Linked DNA regions of Triticum aestivum: region 1 is linked to region 2. The links are chromatin contacts, called in public HiCAR-type maps. All regions are on one chromosome and are shown on one strand. The core of a region is the stretch at or near the end of the contact, and the rest is flanking DNA. Distances in the headings are between cores, read along the strand shown.

Evidence for each region. HiCAR-type assays count read pairs that join an accessible place to other places.
Region 1: a HiCAR-type map of leaf shows a contact between it and region 2, with 4 times the contacts expected there. The contact joins the promoter of LOC123135637 here to the promoter of LOC123135629 in region 2. A contact is called at or near these places in 2 of 5 Hi-C or Micro-C datasets (leaf and root) and 1 of 1 datasets of contacts at active chromatin or transcription factors (leaf).

Annotation. Positions count from the first base shown.
Region 1 is chr1B:511,115,164-511,119,838 of IWGSC CS RefSeq v2.1, forward strand. It overlaps LOC123135637 (guanylyl cyclase 1), which reads right to left and starts at 2,669. Exons shown (of 9, transcript XM_044554798.1): 1 at 2,089-2,669; 2 at 1,792-1,919; 3 at 555-666; 4 at 400-474; 5 at 223-311. The coding sequence starts at 2,223.
Region 2 is chr1B:510,554,144-510,559,202 of IWGSC CS RefSeq v2.1, forward strand. It overlaps LOC123135629 (synaptojanin-1), which reads right to left and starts at 2,200. Exons shown (of 5, transcript XM_044554786.1): 1 at 1,822-2,200; 2 at 1,371-1,727; 3 at 959-1,277; 4 at 734-841; 5 at 166-653. The coding sequence starts at 2,019. The coding sequence ends at 559.

The sequences.
Region 1 (4,675 bases), core at 1,419-3,918, 560 kb after region 2:
AAAAAAGGTGGAATATTCAAGTGATATCAGAGTTAGATTGGAATCCATAAGTCATACAGAAATGGTCAAGCATCGACGAAAACTACTTATTAGATTTACTGCTTAAGGAACATCCTACCCCATTGATGATTCCAAATGCAGAGCCAAATAAAAAGTCTATGTTATTAGTAAGAAGTGAAACTACAAGGGTAAATATTCCTAGCAGGCATAGAAAAATCTTACTTTAACTTTGATTTATCCACTAGTGCAATTGCAATGCAGTGCCCGGATAAAAGTAGAAAAGCAATATCATACGCACTGATGGATCTGCACTGAGAAAAACCATAAATTGCAAAAACTTAAAACCAATACGAGAAGTAAATGGAATAAATAATTTTGTGATGTGTGTTGTGAGCGTACTTGAATACTGATTCCAGCATCAAGTGCTTTGCCGAACAGCTCATCCACTCGATCAATGTCTTCTTGCAATTGCTCCTATCACAATTGGTAATTTTGAAAACATTAGTACAGCGAATATCAGAAGAATCACTACAGCAGCAAGTTGCAATACCTACCCTATAAAAGGTTTCTGCAGAATACTGCGGATTCGCTCCAATAGTCACAGTAAAGAACGAAAAATTAACTGAAAACTTGTGTAACAGATATGCTAAGTCGACTGTCCAGACGCTGCAAAAATAACCCAAAAATGTTAGTATTACCATGGTATGAAATTTGAGTATTCAAATAATCAGTTCAGCTAACCTGTGACAGGGCTGTGCGTTAACATTTTGTTTGAGTGTACTTGCTAGAAACAAATTCTATTTGGATGTGCACAATATACCTACTACTGTTCTGTTTATTATTTAAAAAATTGTACACTTAAAATGTTTTATTAGCTTACGCTTAAGAAGGTGGTTAGTATCTCCGTGCAGCAACAAAACCTATCACAGCTACGCTCCAGGTAACATCCGACAAACAAATTCTATTTGGATGTGCACAATATACCTACTACTGTTCTGTTTATCATTTTAAAAACTGTACACTTAAAATGTTTTATTAGCTTATGCTTAAGAAGGTGGTTAGTATCTCCGTGCAGCGACAAAACCTATCACAGCTCCGCTCCAGGTAACATCCGAGAAACAAATAATATAGCTCATGCAATCATGTTGAACCCTTTCTATTTAAAAAATCCTGCTGTACATTACTGGGAGATAAACCTATAAAACTGGGACAGATAATTCGGTGCTAGTACATGACAGCAGAACACCGAATCTGGTTCCCATCTTTCAGAATGCAGGTCTGATTATCAATATAGTTCTTTTGGTATTATTTCGTTTCAAAGAACGAATACATCACCAATTCATGTTTAGCTGTTCAATACTCCATCTATAGTAATATTTGTAGCTTGATGGATGGCTTAGTAACCAACCGTTTACTAGTTCAGACTTCAATAAGGATTCCCTGGCCCTTCTAGATAAACCTTCATAGTGTGACAGTACGTTTTTTTTCCCTCTGCAAAGCAACTCATGTGTTTTGTCTGTTTATAACAGTTAGCTGCCCGAAGCACCACTATTTCGACAAATATATTCCACAACAACCAAACAATTATTGTTAGCTACAGTACTTAGCTTTGTGCTTGGCCTTTAAACACACTACTACGTTAATAAAACAACTCAAAGTACCACGGCACGGCTAAATTAATATTCCTCCAGGTTACCAGGCAGCACCGCCACTGGCTCAAGCAAGAATTCAAGCAGTACGGCGCAGCTAGTTTCTTAACGAACCCAAATTTTTAACTGCTAAATGGGATACCTTGTGGTGCGGCAGAGCTTCTCGAGTTCGGCAATGCCGTGGCAGCAATCAAGCCCCAGGGTCCTCAGCACCATGAGCACGCAAGCGAGGCCGCAGTCCCAGGTGAAGGCCTGCTGCACGTGAGGGACCTGGAAGCACCGGCAAAGCAACCGAAATGTCAATCGAAGCCGGCGCAGGGAGAGAGTCGGACTGAATGCCGCGCGGCGATTCAAGAATCGCTACATGTACTACACGAGAGTCACGCAGTGATGACATGATATGATAAAGCAATATAGAGAGGCGAGAGGGGGGACTGACATCGATGAAGTAGGATCGGCGTGCTAGCGGGATTCGGCCGTCGGGGGGCAGCGGCGCGCCCGGGCCGTCGCCGTCGCCGCCGTCGTCTCCCGGCACCTTGAACAGCCTGTCCGAGATGAAGCAGAGGGGCCACATGACATCATCAACCGCCGGCGGGGCCAGTAGGCCGTCACTCGGACCGGGCAAGAATCGTGCCAGGTTCAGACCAGGGCAGGGCAGAGAATTCTTGCCCTCGCCGGCCGTTCGGGCCCCGAGGAGGAGGAGGAGGAAGAGCAGGGGAAAAGCCTCGAAGAGAACACGCGGGGCGCGTGGCGGTGCGGTGGGGGTGGGGTGACGGGATGGGAATCGCGGGTTCGGAATGATTGGATTGGCTGGGCTGGAGGATTGATTATAAAGAAGAAGCGGGGAGGGAGGGGCGGCGGCGGCTGGCTGGCACCAGAAGAATCGGCGGGATGGGAACCGGGGAGCGGCGCCTTTATAACGGCCCTCTCCTCTCCAGAAGGTGCCGCGCGAGGCCAAGCTGGAGTGAGGCGGAGGGGGCGGAGGAGAGGGCGGGGATTGGGAGGGGGGAGGAGGACGAACGGCGTCGTGGGAGGCGCATATTGGAAGGGGGACGGGGTACGTTGTTTGCCGCGATGCGACGCGATGGCAATCATGCGGTGGTTGCCGGATGCGCCAGTGCCTGGGGGGTGGGGGCCCGGGATATGGGCGCGTGTCTTAAACGCTGGATTGACCCGAGCCGCCGAGTTGGCTGCCTGCCCTGCCGTCGTCGGCCTTTTGCGGTGAGCGACCCGGTCGGGCTGGCTGGGGGCCACGGCCCACGACACAGGCGTGGCGGTGGGGCGCTCTTGCCAGACTGGACTGGGAGAATGGTCAATGGCTATTGGTTTTTGCTCGATTTGCACAATCCCCTATATCCATTATATCCATTTTTAGACGCAACATTGCCATTGACACGAGGATAGTCTTCTTATTGTGCTCGATAGCGTGTCTGGCCGAGGATCGAATGGAACGGTTCGATCTGTGCATGCGGCGGTTCCGTTCCATGAATGGGTTGGTTTCATCTGCGCATTTGACTGGAGCGAAAGAAAAGCTTTAATTTTGTTTCTGAGGGTTAGAAAAGCTGTAATTAAATGGTTTCGTTTCGATGTTTGATTGGAGATACGGAATGTGGCTAATTTGGTTTTTTTTGAGAAAAACGTCGGCACTTTATTAATCAAGCAACATAATTACAAACAGTCTCTCGGATACATTCCGAAGTAGAAGTGAAAACACAAAGACCATTACAGCTCAAACATGACTTAGCTAAATTATGAGCTAAAACATTAGACTGCCGACGAATAAACTTGACCCGAGAAAAAAGAATATTCGATATGCCATCTTTGATCTCCGAGACCACAGCACCAACGAGTGAACGATCGCGAACATGGGAGTTGATTCTCTGCACCAAAGAGAGGCAATCGGAGGCGAATATCACCGAATCACATCCCATCTCACATACAAGGTAAACTGCTCGCCGAAGGGCACATGCCTCAGCTAATTCAGGTTCAGGGCTTCCATAGTTGGCTTCTCTACATGCAATAACAAATTGTCCATCAGAGTTGAGAGCAACCACACCTGCACCAAACTTACTTAGCTCAGAGAAGATCACGGCATCACACATGAATAATACAGAACCCGGCGGCGGCGGAGACCAAGAAGTACTTGAGGCAATGCTCTCACGCCTATGCACAAGATCCGGTTTGTATAGATGCCGAAAGATCAAATCAACATATGCTTTTATCTTAAAAACGGTACGAACAGGATGTGGCTCATCTTCATTGTTTCGAACAGAGTTCCGCGCCTCCCAAATATGCCATATAGTAACAGCCATGACCGTAGTCTGCTGATCCGAGGAACGAGAAAGGAAATCAAACAACCACTGCTTTGGCGAAGAAAAATTGGACCCCCATAGCTTAATGTCGAAGGATTGCTTCACTTGCGACCAGGTCTCATAAGCAAAAGGGCAAAACAACAGCGAGTGCTCGATTCCTTCCGTCCTCCCACAGAAACAACATAGGTTAGAAGTTGGCACATGACGACGTTGGAGTTGAATACCTGATGGGAGGCAATCGTGAGCAAGCCTCCAAAGGACCACCTTCATCTTATTTGGAGCCTTGATAGACCAAATAGATTTCCAACTTTTCATAATAGTCATGCCATCCGATGCCATTCCACGTCCAGGCACACTATGAACTCGTTGGAAATGAGCTGTCCGAGCCAAATTATACGCTGATCGTACAAAATATTCTCCAAATCTCGTGTGAGGCCATCTCACATAATCATCATCACCATGTTGACCAACAGGAAGCAACATAATCTCATTGGCAATATTCTCACTGAAAAACGCTCGAACCGTATCCTCACACCAGGTACCTTGGTCCTCATCCAGAAGACACTTGACTGTAGCCGTAGACGGTATCGGAGACATTGTTTGAAGTAAATTAGGCGGCGTGGACGGTATCCAATGATCACCATTAATACGAACAGCCGCTCCATTGCCAATGCCCCATTGTACCCCTTGCTTCAGTAGCTCACGACCAAATAA
Region 2 (5,059 bases), core at 950-3,449:
TTTCTTTTTCGTCATAAGCAACGAACGCCCTTATTCATTCATGGAGCCCACGGCAAAGCTTCAAGCGCAAGCCAAAGGCTGCAAAAGGGGGGAACAGAGAGGGAAACCTTAGCTGGATGTGCGCTGGGACTCCTTGGCAAAGCGGCAAAGCCATGGACGGAGACGGAGAGATAACATGGGCCTTTTATTTCTGCTCCTTCAAGATTAGCCACATTTCACTTCCAACATTATCATCTATCATCTCGCTTGCTACAAACAGCTAACACATCTCTCTCGTCTCCGGAAGCACCCCACTTATTGTTTCTAACAAACCGACTACTAGACATGGATTTCTTGTTTCTTCATCCATCTCCACCGCTTATCGCCGGCACCCCAAAACCAATGTGTCACCAATCCAAAATACACACCTGCTAAAACTGACGCTGCTAATACTGCTCTTCTACTTCTATTACTAGGATATGACCACTACAACCTACTACAAATTACTGCTGATACTAATTTTTATTTTCGAGATTAAACGGAGCCAAGAACGCGGAATGTTCCGGCAGGAGACTGGGTTCACGAACTGTGGCAGAGCGCCGGTGGCGCCGAGGCCTCCGCAGCTCGCATCTTCTGGCTTGCGAGCATGGCGTTGCTCCGACTGATCAAGGCATCTGCGCAACAACAGAGCTCGCTGTCAGATTAACTTGCCATTAATTAACACAATTAAGCTAGTTCAGGATGAGATGTTTACCATGATCAAGAACGATGCCGCCGGCGTAGCGAGGCTGGGCGCCGAGGTCGTCGAGGTTCAGATTCAGAGCATGCACGACACGGGCGGGGACAAGAACCGTCGAGCAGCCTGCAATGACGCGAAAAACACCAAACAGGAAGAATATTTAGCCACCAACGACGAACGCCAGCCCGGGTAATCAACAACCAGAACGGCCAAAACAGGTGTTACGAGGGGCACACGCACCAGACTTCTTCCTGGCCTCGGCGGGGGCGCCGGCCGGGCGCGGGAGGAAGACGCCGGTGCCATTGCGCTCGCGCTTGGCCCCGGGCGGCGTCAGGAAGACGGCCCGCATGCCAGCGGCGGCGGGATGGGTAGGGTGGGGTGCAGGCGTATGCTGCAGCTGCGTCTTCAACAGCGGCGGGAACGACGCCGGGCTCAGGTCAATAGGAGCGGCGCCCGCCCTCTTGGCTGCCGCGTTACGGCGCACGCCCCATGCGGCGGCCGCGGCCAGCTGCCGGTCCCTCTGCTGCTTGAAGAGCTGCTGCTGTTTGAGGAGATGATACTGCATAACACAAACACAAAACAAAGATGTTAAAACCAAGAAATCTTGAGGTAGGAGACGCATAACAAGAGCGCCATGCAACTGAGAACTCACCCTGGCAGCCTGTATCTGGCGCTGCGTGATGAGGTGCGCGAACGGGTGGTAGTACACGCCGCCCGCGGCCGTGCCGGCTGGCAAGGGCACGTGAGGCGGCGGAGGAGGAGGCGAGGCCTTCCGCGCAGGCGGCAGAAAGCCACCGCCGCCGTGTAGGCCGTAGGGGTTGCCCGGCGCCGGGATGCTGTTGACCAGCCCGGCTGCCTCGTAGAGGACGTCCCACGGGTCGGCCGGCTGCTGCTCCAGCGGGGACGACGGCGGCGAGTTCCCGTGAGACGCGCCGCTGTTGGGGCTCTCCTGGCCCGACTTAGGCAGCCCACACAGCGTCGACTTGGGCGACCCTGCAGTCACCTCCTCCTGCCAAACAAAGAAGCCAAGAGTCAGGAACCGGCGCAGGTACTACGCATAACAAACCACGCAAACAGAAAGATTGAAGGAGCAAGAAACCAACCTTGGCAGGCGTGACGGCGAGTTTGTCACCGCCGAGGAGGCCCGCGAGGCGGCGCGAGAGGCCAGCCAAGCTGTCCTCCTCATCACTCTCGCTCCGCGCGGCCACCGCCGCCTTCTCCTCCTCGGAGAAGAAGTCGTCGTCCAAGAACTCGTCAGGAAGAAGGAACTCCTCGCCGCCGTCGGACCACTCCACCGCCATTTGCTCCACCTTGAAGAATCCTAGTCCGGGCAATCCGAGCGAGCGGGCCGGCCGTCGAATGGAAGGCAGAGGAGTGCTGTGCTTATCAGCGGAGAGAGGTGGGGGGTCGTGGGACGGAGAAGGAGAGGAGAGGGAGGGGAATGTCGATGGGCTTCGGCGGGTGCAAATGCTGCTCTCCCTCTCTGTCCGATGGGTTTATAAAAGAGAGGCCAGCGGCGAGATTTGTGGGGAAATAATTATTTTCCTTCATTAAGGAGCTCTCTTTTCTTTTTTAACCTGCCGTGCATGCATTTGTGAGTGGAGTGAGCTGTGCCTGTGACGATGCGTGTGAACCGTAGCCCGGTAGGCTCAGCTCGCATACTAGTACCTCGTCTGCACACAATTTCTGAAGTATATTCTGACTTTTTTCTTCAGAATGAATTGTGCTCCGAACTTTTTCTTTTACCCACTTTTTTTTAAAATTATTTACAAATTGTGCTCCGATTAATTGCACGGAGCATGTTGCACTCTGCCTGCTGTAATCTATCGTTCTAGATCTGATATACAGTAGTAGCATTATAGGTTACTATTATTATTATTAATACATTTTATGTGCGCCATGTCAATGGCATTCCACCCACTCACCAGATAGTTAACGGTAGCTGAACCCACTCTACAACCAAATCAGAATAGCGGGAAAGGCAAATTTTCTTCCTTCGTCAGGCACTGACCTAAACCTAAACCGAAACTAGTGCAGTGAGCGCCTGCCGGCCGGCCGGCCAGTGCCGCAAGTGCAACTGCTCTGCTCTGGCTCAGGCTGGTCAGGCTGGTCATAGTGGGGAGTAACTTAGACTAGTATCATACATATGTTACTAGTCTATATTATTACCTTCATAGTGGGTAGTGTCATAGGTGTGGTAACATAGTTGCCTTCATTTATTACTTTGTAGACTCATTATGCATTGGAAACCGCTATGTGATGGTAACATATTATGTTACTCTATTTGCCTCTCTCCTCATTAACTACTTGCCACATCACCATGATCATAGTGGGAGTAACATAGATAGTAACATAGATGCCACATAAACAAAATTGGTGATGTGGCAAGTAGTTAATGAGGAGAGAGGCAAATAGAGTAACATAATATGTTACCATCACATAGCGGTTTCCAATGCATAATGAGTCTACAAAGTAATAAATGAAGGCAACTATGTTACCACACCTATGACACTACCCACTATGAAGTTAGTAACATAGACTAGTAACATATGTATGTTACTACCTCCGTCCCGGTGTATAAGTCATTCGCGTAGTTCTAGGTCGATAATTTAACTATCTAAATATGTATTATATGTGACAAAAAATATATATTTAGAAACTACATCCGCGTGGAAATCTAGTGATATACTTTTCATGGCATATAACACATATTTAATTCCTCAAATCGATGACCTAGAACTACGCAAATGACTTATACACCCGGACGGAGGGAGTACCAGTCTAAGTTACTCTCCACTATGACCAGCCTCAGCCGAGGTTTGGTTTCATGCCATTAAATTGGGCGGGAGTAAAGAAGCGGCGGGAGTTTTTGCGATGCGGTCACGAGAATTGCGTCCACTTCCTCTGAGCGAGGGAGATTTCTCTAGGTAGGCTTTGGGAATTTAAGTTGTGTTCTTTGTACTGCTACAGCGCATTAAAGTCGCGGGCGCTTTAAAGGCGGGTGTGCTGTGGTGTGGTATACGGAGTGGAAAAGGGAAAGGGCGTGGGTTGATGGCGTGATGTCGGGTACGGGCTCGAGTAGAAAACTGGCGAAATGCTGAGCTGCCTGCACCCGGTGGAAATACACGGCGCGCGCCCGGTAACCTGCCGCTGTAAAGTGAAGTGGAGTGAAGTGGGCGGCCGATGCGATCCGGTGGAAGGTACTGTACGTACTTGCGTTAGACAGACAGCAGTACTGTACTGGCGGTCGTGGTACTGGCCCGGCGGTTCATGGCGGCGCCGGAATGGGCGTGACCCGGTAACCCGGTGACTGTGAGACGGCGCTGGTCGACGCGGTGGGGCGGTCGGCGACGAGTGCCCATCCGCCGCTTGGTGACCGAACTTGTATTTTTTTTTCCTTCCTTTTCACATATTAGAGAAATTCTACTCCAATTTACGGGCTTTTCTCGACGGCCGCCCAGAGCCCTCTCTTTTGAGAGCTCTGGATAAGGACATAGGCAAACGGGAAACTGTAGTATAGTACGATGTGCAGCGCCGGCCAGTTGCCTAGGCCGGACCCCACCTGTCATCGGCCTGCTGGGGCACCGGAGCCGGGCTCTCGGAATCCTGTGAATCTCTGCGAACCGGACGCCGGAGATCCCCGCACCGCAACGGGGGTCCCGTGGGCCCCACCACGCCGCTCTCACCCGCGGCCAACCTTGGTTTCGCTCTCGTCTGCCGCTTCGTTGGGCCTACCCAACCGCTCCTACCGACGGGGCGGGCCCTGCCAGGCTGAGGGCCCCCTAACCTCGCGGACGCCAGCCAGGAATTATCATCTCCAGTTCATTTACCCCTAAAAAAAAATTCTTCCCCCTGCCGCTCCCGCAAGCGGCCCGGGAGGAACCCTAAATCGCGCCGCCGCCAGTCCTCCCGCCCCGCCTCCCCTCTCCCTCGCCGCCGCCAAGGGACGACGTCGGGCAAAGCCCGGACGGGTCGGCGGCGGCGGGGTTTCTCCCCTCCTCTCCAGGCTCCTGGCGGCGCGGGACGCCAGATCTGGCGCGGAGGTCCTCTCGCCGGCGTGGTTCGCATGTCGGCGGCGGGTGGGGGTGGCTCTGGCGAGGCACGACGCGCCCGTGGCTCTCGTCTCAGCGGAGTGGCACGGCCTTGCTCCGGGTGGCGCGGGGCGAGCTGGCGGCGTCTGGGTCGGCGGTGCCTTGCTCCGGGCGGCGCGGCGTGGCCTCGTCCGGCCTGTGGCGTCGTGGTGGCGCCCCTGGTTGGCGTCGGGTCGGCTGGCAGGCAGCCCTCCCATGCGCGGATCCGTGGCTCTCGGGCATGATCTGGCGCGTTGGATGGCTCCCGGTT